2 separate regions of the Danio rerio genome follow, and region 1 is linked to region 2. A link is a contact called in public HiChIP or PLAC-seq data. All regions are on one chromosome and are shown on one strand. The core of a region is the stretch at or near the end of the contact, and the rest is flanking DNA. Distances in the headings are between cores, read along the strand shown.

Region 1 (5,950 bases), core at 1,283-3,782, 280 kb after region 2:
GAAAAACTGAGTGCTGATGGCCGGATGATTTAATGTTTGTGACTTGGGGAAATAAGCACAGAAACGTCTATTTAAAGTGGTCTTTCTTCTTTCAGCGGTGCAGTTTCTGCTTTAATTGCATCCATGTGTTTAAGCAGCTGGTTCGGCCGCTGAGTCTCATAACTTGAGCCGGACAGAAGGTCGGTGCTGTTCCCAGAAATCAGCCATCGGAACGCATCGATACACTACGGGCCCCTGAGGGCCTCTGAACCTGTTCGCTTTGGGAAAAGGGGTTCAGCACACCATCTGAGTAACTCCTAAATACTCCAAAATTGGACTTCATGAACCATCCATACTATCTGATCTTATTGAATCTCACCCTTAACTAGGGCTTCAGTTGTTTTAATATTCATGGACCTCACAGTTGTCTCAAACATGTGGATTTTGCAGTGGTTAGCACTGCTACCTCACAGCAAGAAGGTCGCTGGTTTGAACGCATTCATTTTTGCGTGGAGTTTGCATGTTCTCCCCATGTTGGGTTTGATAAAACTAAAACTGGCCGTATGTATGTGTGTGAATGAGTGTGTATGAATGTTTCCCAGTACTGGGTTGCAGCTGGAAGGGCATCTGCTGTGTAAAACGTATGCTGAATAAGTTTTCGGTTCATTCTGCTGTGGTGACCCCTGATGAATAAAGGGAAAAAGTCGAAGGAAATGAATGATTGAATATTAGCAGCCAATGACTATCAAAGTACAAGGTTGTTTACAGTCAATTAAATAGTGCTAATAATGCTTAAAGTCATACTTGAATGTAATTTCAGAGAGAATATTAAAAGTAGAGTGTTAAACAATATAGAGACCTTGTCACAAGTTGCCACTGAAGAATTGTGCGAATATAAAACTAACATCACCTCAATGTGGATTTTAAGGGTAAATGGAGATTTCTACATGAGGCCAAAGAAATGTCTGGCAGAAATAGAATCAGTCACCATTCAGTGAGTTTATTTTCCATGAGATGAAAGTGAACAGTTCTGCCTTGAGTAAATGATGACGTTATGTTTGCATTGGAGGAACTGTTTATACTTCTTAGAGGTAGCATATTTATAGACATGGGGGCGTTCTTGTTGTGTGTTTAATGCGTATGAATCATTGATTCATGTTCTGTATTTGGTGCAGATGAATAGTGTTTCAGTGTTATGTAAATGTAGTGTGTAAAAGGTATAGTCAATTATAAGCAATTGTAAAAATTGTGTTTTGTATTAATTATTATAATATTCGAGATATGTGTTATGTTAGCAAACCAGTTAAACTGTCTGTCATTCCTGAATATTGTCAGTCTTTACAACATCACAAAACACACGATAAAAGAAAAGATTTTCTATAGTACACTAATTAATATATAATTATACCCTACTGAAAAAAAAAGGCTGGTTGGCTGGTTTTAGCTGGTCAACCAGGCTGGTTTTAGAGGGGTTTTGGCCACTTCCAGGCTGGTTTCCAGCCATTTCCAGCCTGGTCTTAGCTGGTCAGGCTGGGAGATGATCAGCCAAAACCAGCTATGTCCAGCTTTAACCAGGCTGGTCAAGCTGGTTTTAGATGGTTTTAGCTGGTCACTTTCCAGCCTGACCAGCTAACACCAGGCTGGAAACCAGCCCGGAAGTGGCCAAAACCCCTCTAAAACCAGCCTGGTTGACCAGCTAAAACCAGCCAACCAGCCTAGGCCAGTTTAAGCAGTTTTTTTTCATCAGATTCAGGGTAATTACATTAAATTTCCATTTTACAGCATTATATAGGATAATGCTTGACAGATTTGTTTCCAAACAACATGTAAGCAACGTGTATGATGTATACAATTAATATGTTTGCGACAGCTTTAAGCTATTTGTGGAGTTTGTTTGAAATATTTATAAATCATTGTCCATGCCTGTGATCGCCGGTACATAATCAAACAGACACTTGAACATGAGATAGCATGATTATCTTATCTATTTCTTATCAACAGGTAGCACAGTAGTCATGTGTACTCGTATAATTTCACTAGAGGCGTTTGTGTCTTATCAGCGTCTCGAGCACTACGATAGACTCGCATGAGATGTTAGGGACCGTTGGTAAAACCCCAGACATGATTCGCTGACATTAAGGGGCGACGCCAGTATAATCCTACAGATTTTGTAATGTACATTTGATTAAACATCAAAAATCGTTTTGTTGATTATGATAATTCTTAGATAAGAGTAGCCGGTGATCAAAATGGCTTTTTCCTCTCACACTATAAACGCGTCTTTTACGACGGTCCCTAAGATCAGAGCACAGCAGCAGGCAGAGGAAAAGTTTTGCGAATATTCACTTTATTCAGGCTGTCGGACAGTTTAAAGAGCTGCTCAGAGTCCCCGCCGGGAGCAATATTATCTATCATTTGCCTCATGAGATGAAACAAGGTAAATAATAATTATCGAGGTATGTTTGTTTATTATAGCGGAGTGGTAGACAGGCAGTTCGTGCGTATTTTAGTTCCGGGTGTGTTTCGCTGAAGTAGGAACCTCAGTGGGTTTACCAAGAAAGGTGTGTCATTCACCGCTAAACCTGAACCCCTGTGTATTAATTACTAAATGCACGATACAGGGTCATTATTAATGCATTTTCTCTGAAAACTGGCCATCATAAGGGACCATGGCGGCGGCGTTACTGTCAGAGACGGAGATCAGGCATCGGTCTATGGCGGAGGAGGATCCGAACGGGAATGAGCACGGGGCGGCCGCGCGCAGCACCGCACCTCGCTGGGGACCACAGCACGCCGGGGCCCGACAGCTCGCCAAGCTGTACTCTCCGGGTAAGACGAGCACGTCAGCTGTCATTACACACATCTGTGTCAATGTGAATGATCCTTCTACTACTGCACACGGCAGCGTCTACGGGCCAGACTAAGGCCAGGAAAGCACACACACACATCCAAAAGTTGCTTGTAGTCTTATGTGTAGAGGTCAGTTTGAGATCAATATCATGTGACAGCTCCATCAACATAATGTATTGAATGTTGGTGATTGTTTAACATTGAGCTGCGTGTATATGACCCCGTTTATGGGTTGCATGTGTTGTGCATGTGCTACTTTGTAAAACTTGTAATTGCAGCTGTCAGGGCAAAGTGTTCAGAATAAGAGGATCATTTTATAACACTTCAAGGAACTCAAGATTTAACGCTTTGTCACTGTCATATTTTTAACACTTTGTCACTGTCATATTTTTCTAATTTTCCATTTTTATTATTATTTTTTAAAAGTTAATGATATATTTAGCAGGAATAGAATCAGTCAATGCATGTATTTCCATTAAGTGAAGGTGGACAGTTCTGCCCTGAGTAAATGATGAGTGGTGTTGCACACTTTATGCTTTCCTGTGCAAAAGTGGTATATTTTTAGATATGGGGGCTGTCATGTTTTGTGTTTAGTACAAATGAATCATAGCTTCCGTGTCTGTATTTGGTGCATATGAGCAATGGCTCTTTTTTCTTAAATGCAAAATTGTACGTTTTGGTGTTATTTTCAAGTTTGTAAAAGTCATGGACATATATAGACGATTCTAGATGATTTTTATTTTAATTTGGAGATATCCCCCAAATTAAAAAAAATGTAATAAAATTGTTGGTTTAATTCTAAGAATCAGTTACTGATATAAAGATGAAATTGTTCTCCGTGAAATATATGAAATGATATTGATAAAACATTACAGTATGGTCCCATCAATAAAATGTTGTTAATGCATTATTTATTTATGAGGAATTCATTTGTTATTTGATATTGATATTTGATATACATGATATTTAATAATCTTTGTAAATGCTGATTTAATAAAAAGAAAATGTTAACTAAACCTCACTGGTAAAGGAAGTACAGATACACTATTAAAATATGAATCCAGCTTTCCCTGAGCAAAAGTAGTACAGTACTTTTATTTTTAAGGATGTAAAATAAAAAAATGGTTATAAAAGTAAAGATTGGCGATGAATCATATATTTATTCCTAAAATCACTGGACAGACTAGATTATTATTATTATTATTATTATTATTATTATTATAACCTTTATTTTACCAGGTAAGTCACATTGAGATTAAAAATCTCTTTTACAAGAGTGTCCTGGCCAAAATTAGGCAGTATACATGTCACATGGGTCTAACAGACAACAAACAATTGACAGTTAACATGAATCACACTGTTCAATCTGTTTCAATTTCTAAATCATTTATTCTCTTTTTTTTATTGAAAGCATTTACTGAAATAAATTCTTTAAACTGCAACTTTGTTTGTAGATTGTTCCTTGCAAAAGGTGCTGCATATTTAAAACCCTTTTTCCCTATCTCAGTCTGCACTTTAGGAACAGACACTAAATAAATATTCTGTGACCAAAGACCATAGCTAAGGGCTTTTTACAAATGTAAATCTGTAGATATGATGAGAGTAAACCCAATATAGATTTTTAAACAAAGATATGCCAATGCTTGAACCTACAAGTAGAAATTAGAACTATATAGAGCAGTGGTTCTCCAACTTTTTTTTATGTAGTACCACCTCAAAAAATTATTGTTTCTCCTAGTACCACCATAATAGGCACTATTGAAATACAGTAGCACACAATGAAACAGCAACAGCACTGCACAGTTGAAAAAATTAGGCAGATTAATTCCTATTACTAATACTATTTATTATTGTCAGCCACTTTAAACATTATAAATAGTTTGAACATTAACACTGTACTCTACTTATGTGTAAAAATAAAATGTTAATATTTACATTAAAATGTGCTTTTAAAAGTTAAAAATAAAAGGTTACTGTTCTTTAAAAGTAAAAAAAAAACTCCTGTACTCAAATGTAAAGTATTAACATATACTGTAGTAGCCTATTCATCAACACCTGGAAATGTTGCCTATACCTCAGAAATGTAGGCGATATGTCTTAATATTCATACATAAATAATTTTTGATAAATTTTGAAATATATGTAGCATGTACATATGACATATTTGATTCCTCCGCGTAACACTGGAAGGAAGCATGCATACCACTAGTGATGCTTGTACCACAGTTTGAGAACCACTGATAAAAAGCATACATTGAGTATGTTTTTATTTTAATACCAACATCTTTTACACACAATTAAAATTAGGATACTCATAAGTCAAGTGTGCAAGAGAGTCAAATAATCTTAAAGAGTACCTATGATGAAAATCATCTTTTGTGAGAAGTTTGGGCAGTACTGTGAGTAGGTATAGTGTTTCCACAGTCATAATCGAGTGATATAAACTCAACAGGTCTTTTTTTAATTTATTTTTAATTAATTAATGTATTTTTTTCAATTTCCTGACATTAAAATAGGATCCAAATCTCTCCCATTTTGAGGCCCACTGCAAGGCGACGTAGGAGTGCGGTTTTCCTGCCCACCAAATTGATTGACAGCCGTGTATTAACATGTCTCCGTATTAACACGTATACTTGTATCAACAAGACATGACGTCAGAAAGCAACTGGGATTAAAAGATCTGTTTATCTCTCTGTGATCATCAATCATCATCAAATGTGATCAAGAACGAGCTTTACAAGTTTAAAATATTTTTAAAACAGTGCATGTTTGCAATGAATTACAGCGATTTTACCGTCTTTACTTTATCACCACAGCCGCATGTCAGTACAATTATAAAAGGAGACGCTTCAATCCTTGTTTGTGGATGTTAAACCAGGTTTATTTTGTAGATGAACATAACGAATATCCATACAGCAGTGGATATTAAAGTGCATCCTGTCACATTTGCGTGCAAAAACAGTGCAATATTAAACAGGTGCGCTGTGTCTTTGCATGTGTGCAAACTTTATGTGTGACTCATCATTGCAGAAAGGCTTGAATTTACTCCACAACAAATACATCAAATAATCATTGGGAAAGTTCCTACTGTATTATTTTCACAAACGTTACTTGAGATCTG
Region 2 (6,156 bases), core at 1,558-4,057:
CACACATTTTAAAGAAATATTTTCATAAAGAAATATGAAAAGACTTTTAAAATACTAATTTATGACATCATATAGCATTAGAAAAAAATAAATCTGTTAAAGTCTGTGGCCTATTGTCATTTATTATGCAAATAACAAACTGGCCACAGTCTAGTCAGAAATCCGCCATTTGAATGATAAAAAGTCAAACGTAATAATAATAATAATAATAATAATAATGTACAGCTTCATGATTTTTCTTAAAAAAGTACATTTGAAAATTCATGGATAACAACATTTCATCTCTACTTAACAGCTTTACAGTAGCCAAGGATGACTTCACTTACGTCAGATTAAATGTTTTTTGCACAGTTGTATGTTGGACTTATGAAAAATAATATTTTGCATTGGCCAAAACTGATTAGCTAAAGTCACACTGAAGCGAAAGGCAACTGGGGATTCCTCTTGGTTTTAAAGACAATGTCGATTGATTATTTTCAGTATTTATGATGACATCGCAATCAAAATAGGACAAATGAGCTCATGTATGGGACAAATTAAATTGTCAGTGGGGGGTGGGTCTTTCGAACCCCCATTGGCTACGAGACTGAATAAACAATTTGACATGTAGTAGATTTTTTATCATTTTATTTTAAACAGATTTTTTATATTTTTTATTATAGAGTTAGTAAATTATAATGTATGTATATGTTTAATATTACAAATAATTTACTGGTATTGAACGAATGATTTGTAATGCATAAAAGAACTGATTGATTAGTAATTCATAAGTAATATGCTAAAACGTATACAATATAGCTGCAAATAATACATACATAAAATGTAATTACAGAATCCATGAAATCAGTTATTACCCAGCACTGACAAAGACTGGCTTATATCCATTTTTCATTGATTTACTGCTTACATATTTAAACATAATAACAACAACAGATATTTGAAGTGTTTAGAAAGCATAATGCATGCATTCACTCCATTTAAATGGTGCTAGAAATACACTAACATATAAAAACATGTTCGCAATATACCCAGACTATATTTCATCAACTCCTCCACAGGCAGTGTGCAATATGCATCAGAAAATGATCACATATCAAGCAACAATGGGATATATACCAACAAACAGCAACACAAAACATGACAAAACAGCAAATACAGTTTAATACTATGCAAATATATATTCAAGGATCGCTGCATTTATGTTCTACAACAGTATTTACATGAGACAGAAACGCATCTTTAGGGCCTGATATTGATCTGAAGTCCAGCATGCAAGGCTTTGATCGCACTCACTGGATCAGATAACACTAGTATTAGCACAGCGACTGGTTTATTGCACATTATACAAGCTTAAGCCTAGCCGGGTTTTTTTAACTTGACCGAAATATAATGGACAAAGCCAAATAAGATGTGAGGAATAAAGGGTTATTTCAAAAAGGAAATGTGATCAGATATTTACCTTCTCCGGGTTTGTGTCCCTGTAAAAGAATCCCCTGAACAACAGCTGCTAAGGACGCGTAGTTCCTACGCAAAAACAACATTGACTCTTGGGAAATGTAGTGTTCATGAAAAGGTTTTGCTTTCGAAAATCATTTATGATATTGTTTGTGTTTTAATATAAGTAATTTATATAAAAACTCAAAACATATTATTTAATACATATTATTTAATGTGTGGAAAATATCAGGGAATAGGCAGAATTTATGTATTTCATTGAAATGTATTTTTATAATTTAATACTTTCTACAATTATAATTTTAGATACATATTGTTATTTCAATATTTGTCAGTAATGTTAATCAATGAGTTTCTTCGATTTGACTCGTTTTTTGATTAGATGTAGGAGAGAAAATCAAAGATGTCAAGATATTGCAGCAAAAATATTCCCTGATATTTTCCACACATTAAATAATATGTATTAAATAATATGTTGTGTTGAACCCATTTGAATTCGGGCTGGCTGCAACATCTAACTAAATACCAGTTTTGGTGTTATTAAAACAGCGAATGCAGGGAATTAAACCTAAAGCAAAAATAGGTTACACAAGGACCAAATAATTGCACAACTCCATCTCTTGAGAAGAACATGATTGTTTTATTGGTTGCTGGGGGGATTGAGTCCAGCATCATGTGCTGGAGAGAGAAATGTGCAACAACACACAAGGAGCAGTGATGCTTTTAATGAACCGCTTCACAAGACACCGGATTGAATCGGTTAGGACGGATCTTTTCAGGGCAAGAATAGCACCGTAATATTAAACATATCATAATGGAATTAGTAAATATCATATGATTATGTCCAAAAATGTAATTAATGAATAAAAATGGAACATTGCTATTGAAATGAAGCTGAATCGTGTTTACATTTAAGTGAATTTCGACGCAACAAACTTGCATATAGCAAAAACTCATATTAATTAACATTAATTAATAAGTATAAACAATAATTAATTAGTTGAAACGTTTAAGCCACAGACTGCACGATGACGCAGTTACGTTCTGACGTATGAAACAGCTGAATCGTTTTTTTTTCAACCGGTTCTTTGAAACGAACTATTCAAAAGAACCGTTTCGCGGAAGTGAGTCGGACTTCCCATCATTTACACTACACCGAGTGCTCCCGTTGATCCTCCGGCTATCTTACACTGATTCTAACCAGTCCTCATGCTTTCACTTCTCAGCCCAACGTTGAGTTTCGTCTTTAGTTTTCGGCTCGCTCTGTATTTGTTTGCGGCTCGACAATATGCTGATTGTTAAAGTGGTGGTGTTGTCGAGTACGAGTCATTTTGCTGAGAAGTAAAGCGCACACACTCACACTTCCCGTGTAGTCTTTGTGTTCGGCCTACGGATCTGTGCTGCTGCATTTACCGACTATTTTCCGCTTTACCAGGTGAGTTATTTCTAGTCTCTGACAAATACACATGGTTTAACTATAAAATGCTTTTTCGTGTATGTGCCAAGTCAAAGAAGGGCTTTAAACTGCTGTTTCGTCCATCTGTTTGGAGGTGTGGCTAGTTATGTGGTTGCTAGCGATAATTTCTGACATGATGAAAGAGGCTGTGTTTCAAGACCTAGCGAACTGCCCTTTTAGACAGCTTTGTCAGAATAACAGTCACATGATGATACTTTTGGACAAAGATATATTCTGTTTTTAAGTGTCAGATAAGTAAGTCAGGCGACATGTAGTAGACAGTAGAAAGAATGACAGCCTGAGTCACCGTTGAATTTTATTACGAACCTTCATGGATAGAAGTGTATAGTGGCTGACACTGCCAGTCTTAATCTATGTGTAATTGTTGTGTTTCATTGTAGAAAGAAAGTTTTAAGGGTTGCAAGTCCCAGTGGCAGAATTTTCATTTGTACATGATCTATCCCTTTAAATGCTGCCTACGTAGGCAGCTCGCTAGGGTTTGAAACGCAGCCATGGATTCTCAAGTTTTTTTGACGTTAATTTACTGGAATGACAACACTGTTAATAAGCTTTCAGTCTGTTTGTAAATGTCACTGATTGTATTAAGAGCACACTGCCCAGTGTTCTTTCAAGTCTGAGTGGGTTGCTGTGTTTTGAATGGGGGTTTTGTAAAGTTGTTTGGTGTGCTAACTGTTAGTTAGCGTATGCTAACACTGACAATCCCAGATCTTACAAAAGTATTTCTGTTGTTTATGGACACAAATTAGAACTGCCTGCTGTTTTATGATTTATTTTGCTTTACAGAATATGTCTATCTAAACTATTTTCAACGCAGTTTATTGATGACATTTCCTACAATTTGAAAATGCAAATGCTGTCATTTAGAGCATAAAACGACATGTTTGTGTTTATTTTAGACAACAGTATTTGGTAAAATAACCTTGATTTCCAGTTACATGTGTTAATTTTTGTTCTCTGAAGGAAAATCATCTCTAAATGACAATATTTTTATTTGAGTTTTGAAGTATTTTCAGACCTTACAATTAAACTAATATTAACGTTTTACTCAAACAAGTCAATGTTTGTTGACCCAGTCAATCCAGTTCATTCAAAGAAACTAAAAGTTTTCAAGTGATCTCTTCATATAATTTTTCAGTAAATATATCAGTCAGAACTGGGCCCTCTGAACATTTTGTTTGTTTTGCACATTTGCCACTGTTATGTTTCCTTTCCACACTGAAAATAGTTTGTGTAATCTTTTTCAGGACTTCAATCTCCCAGGCTGTAGGATGTGTGTTGACTGCTCCATCAGTTTTGTTTGTTCGTCTCTGGATGCTGATGGTCTGCAGTAGCGCAATGACCGACACGTCTACGCGACCCGTACCGAGACACCCACTAAAGTCCTTCCAATGATATGATAGTAGCCACCTGGATTGCATTCTGTGCCACCAGGAGCCTCGTGCGGGTTCTCCGACTCACCGTAGAACAGCTGCAGTCAGTGCAGTTTTGGGCCAGCCTCTCGTCCGGCAGAGCCATGGGGAACAGCTGCGTGTGCAGGGAGGACAGTGACGTGGAGGAAGGATCAGCCTCTCGCAGGCAGCTCAGGCGGGTGGATAACTCTGTGTCTGATCCACCGGAGGCCAGAGGGAGTCGGCCCAGGGACCCGGTTCGACCACCCAGAAGAGGTCGAGGGCCACACGAGCCACGTCGGAAAAAACAAAACGTGGACGGTTTGGTACTAGACACGCTGGCCGTCATCAGGACTCTTGTAGACAAGTGAGTGAACCTTTCCCGTAGGAGGGATCTGCTTAGATTTGTTATTAAATCTGTTTATGAATGAATCATGGGCATCATATCAATTTCAGTTCCTTATATTCATGTGTGTCAGCAATAACATCACTCCATCTTTGGCTAAAAGCATCCACTTGTTATTCAACATCCATTTGCATTGTGTCATGTGTATTTTTTTTACCTCAGTGTTATTGTCTACCAAAGGGATGCCACGCCGTCTGTTTAAACTTTTAAAATGATTCCGCTTTAAGTGTGCAGAGCCTGGCAGAGCTTTGTAATGAGCGTGCTATTATTTATTTATTCATTTTTTCACACAGCACCACATTTAATCTTAATGTATTGCCCAAGACAGCAGCTTGTGATAACCAAGAGTTTCTTCATGTTTCCTTTAACAATTTGGCTTGATCTCAGAGTCGCCAGTCACTCTTCCTCTATCACATGTTCTTACACCTTCCTACACTGATGACCTACTGCTATCTAATGATGAATGATCACTTTTTAAAAGTGAAGTTGTTTTATCTGTGCATCAGGTTGCGTGGCTCTGAACCTGATGTCTAATATGGCCTGCATTATTGCATGGAGAACATGGCAGTGTGTGGCCACTTCCTGAAGAGAGGCTAGGGGAAATAAACGGCCTGGCAGGAAACTGATATATATTATTTTCTCAAATTTTCTTATTTGTGTTCTCAGTGTTTGGACTTAAATGAAAAATGCATAAATGACAAAAAAGGGAGCATCAGCTTCTCTTTTTCTCTGTGGCTTGAATATATATTGTTGCTCAACCACATCCTTTGGCGGCCTGTTTTTTTTTTTTTTACATGACACCTGTAACTGTAAGGCTGAATGAGGCTTTTTTTATTATTTCTGTTAATGAATTACTGCAATCAAGCTTTACTGTTTAAAGGAAACATTGATACAAAAAAACTTGCATATTTTCAAGTCAATCTAAATCCCAGGTCATATTATACAATTTTTATTGTCAGTTAAGAAAGTCACTTTTGCCAGATTATGCGTTTTTTTTTTGTTTTTTTTTTCCCTGATAAAATTTTGATTTGTCATGGGTCACAAATATGCCAGACTACACGTTCCTTCATAATCAGTCATCCTGTGACATCTACGACAAGCGTTATTTCCCAAAAATTTCAATAACCACTGATGCTTGCTGACAACTAATAACTACATTATTTAAGGGCATTTGTTATGACATGGATAAGATCAAACTTTTGATTCCTTTTTAATATTAGGATATTTGTTTTGAATCTACAATGTATATTTTCCTGCCATGGGTTTCTTATTAAACACTCACTCACCTGAACTTGCTACCAGTGAGACAGAGAAAATGAAAGCACATTAACAGCAAAGAAAAAAACGATGCTCAAAATGTAATCTTTAAAACAATGACATATTAAAAAATTAGCAAATATATGACAGGTTTTTTGGTTGTTAAACAAAAT

What was found. HiChIP or PLAC-seq counts read pairs in DNA pulled down with a chosen protein or histone mark.
Region 1: a contact with region 2 is called in an H3K4me3 HiChIP or PLAC-seq map of gastrula embryo, with 2.6 times the contacts expected there. The contact joins the promoter of si:ch211-212o1.2 here to the promoter of rspry1 in region 2. A contact is called at or near these places in 2 of 18 Hi-C or Micro-C datasets (caudal fin and an unstated tissue) and 1 of 4 datasets of contacts at active chromatin or transcription factors (gastrula embryo).

What each region holds. Positions count from the first base shown.
Region 1 is chr18:19,383,531-19,389,480 of GRCz12tu, forward strand. It overlaps si:ch211-212o1.2, which reads left to right and starts at 2,533. Exons shown (of 6, transcript NM_001080164.1): 1 at 2,533-2,808. The coding sequence starts at 2,649.
Region 2 is chr18:19,107,987-19,114,142 of GRCz12tu, forward strand. rspry1 (ring finger and SPRY domain containing 1) reads left to right here and starts at 2,808. Exons shown (of 15, transcript NM_001045072.2): 1 at 2,808-2,890; 2 at 4,177-4,687. The coding sequence starts at 4,326. It also overlaps a transcript of psme3ip1 not described here.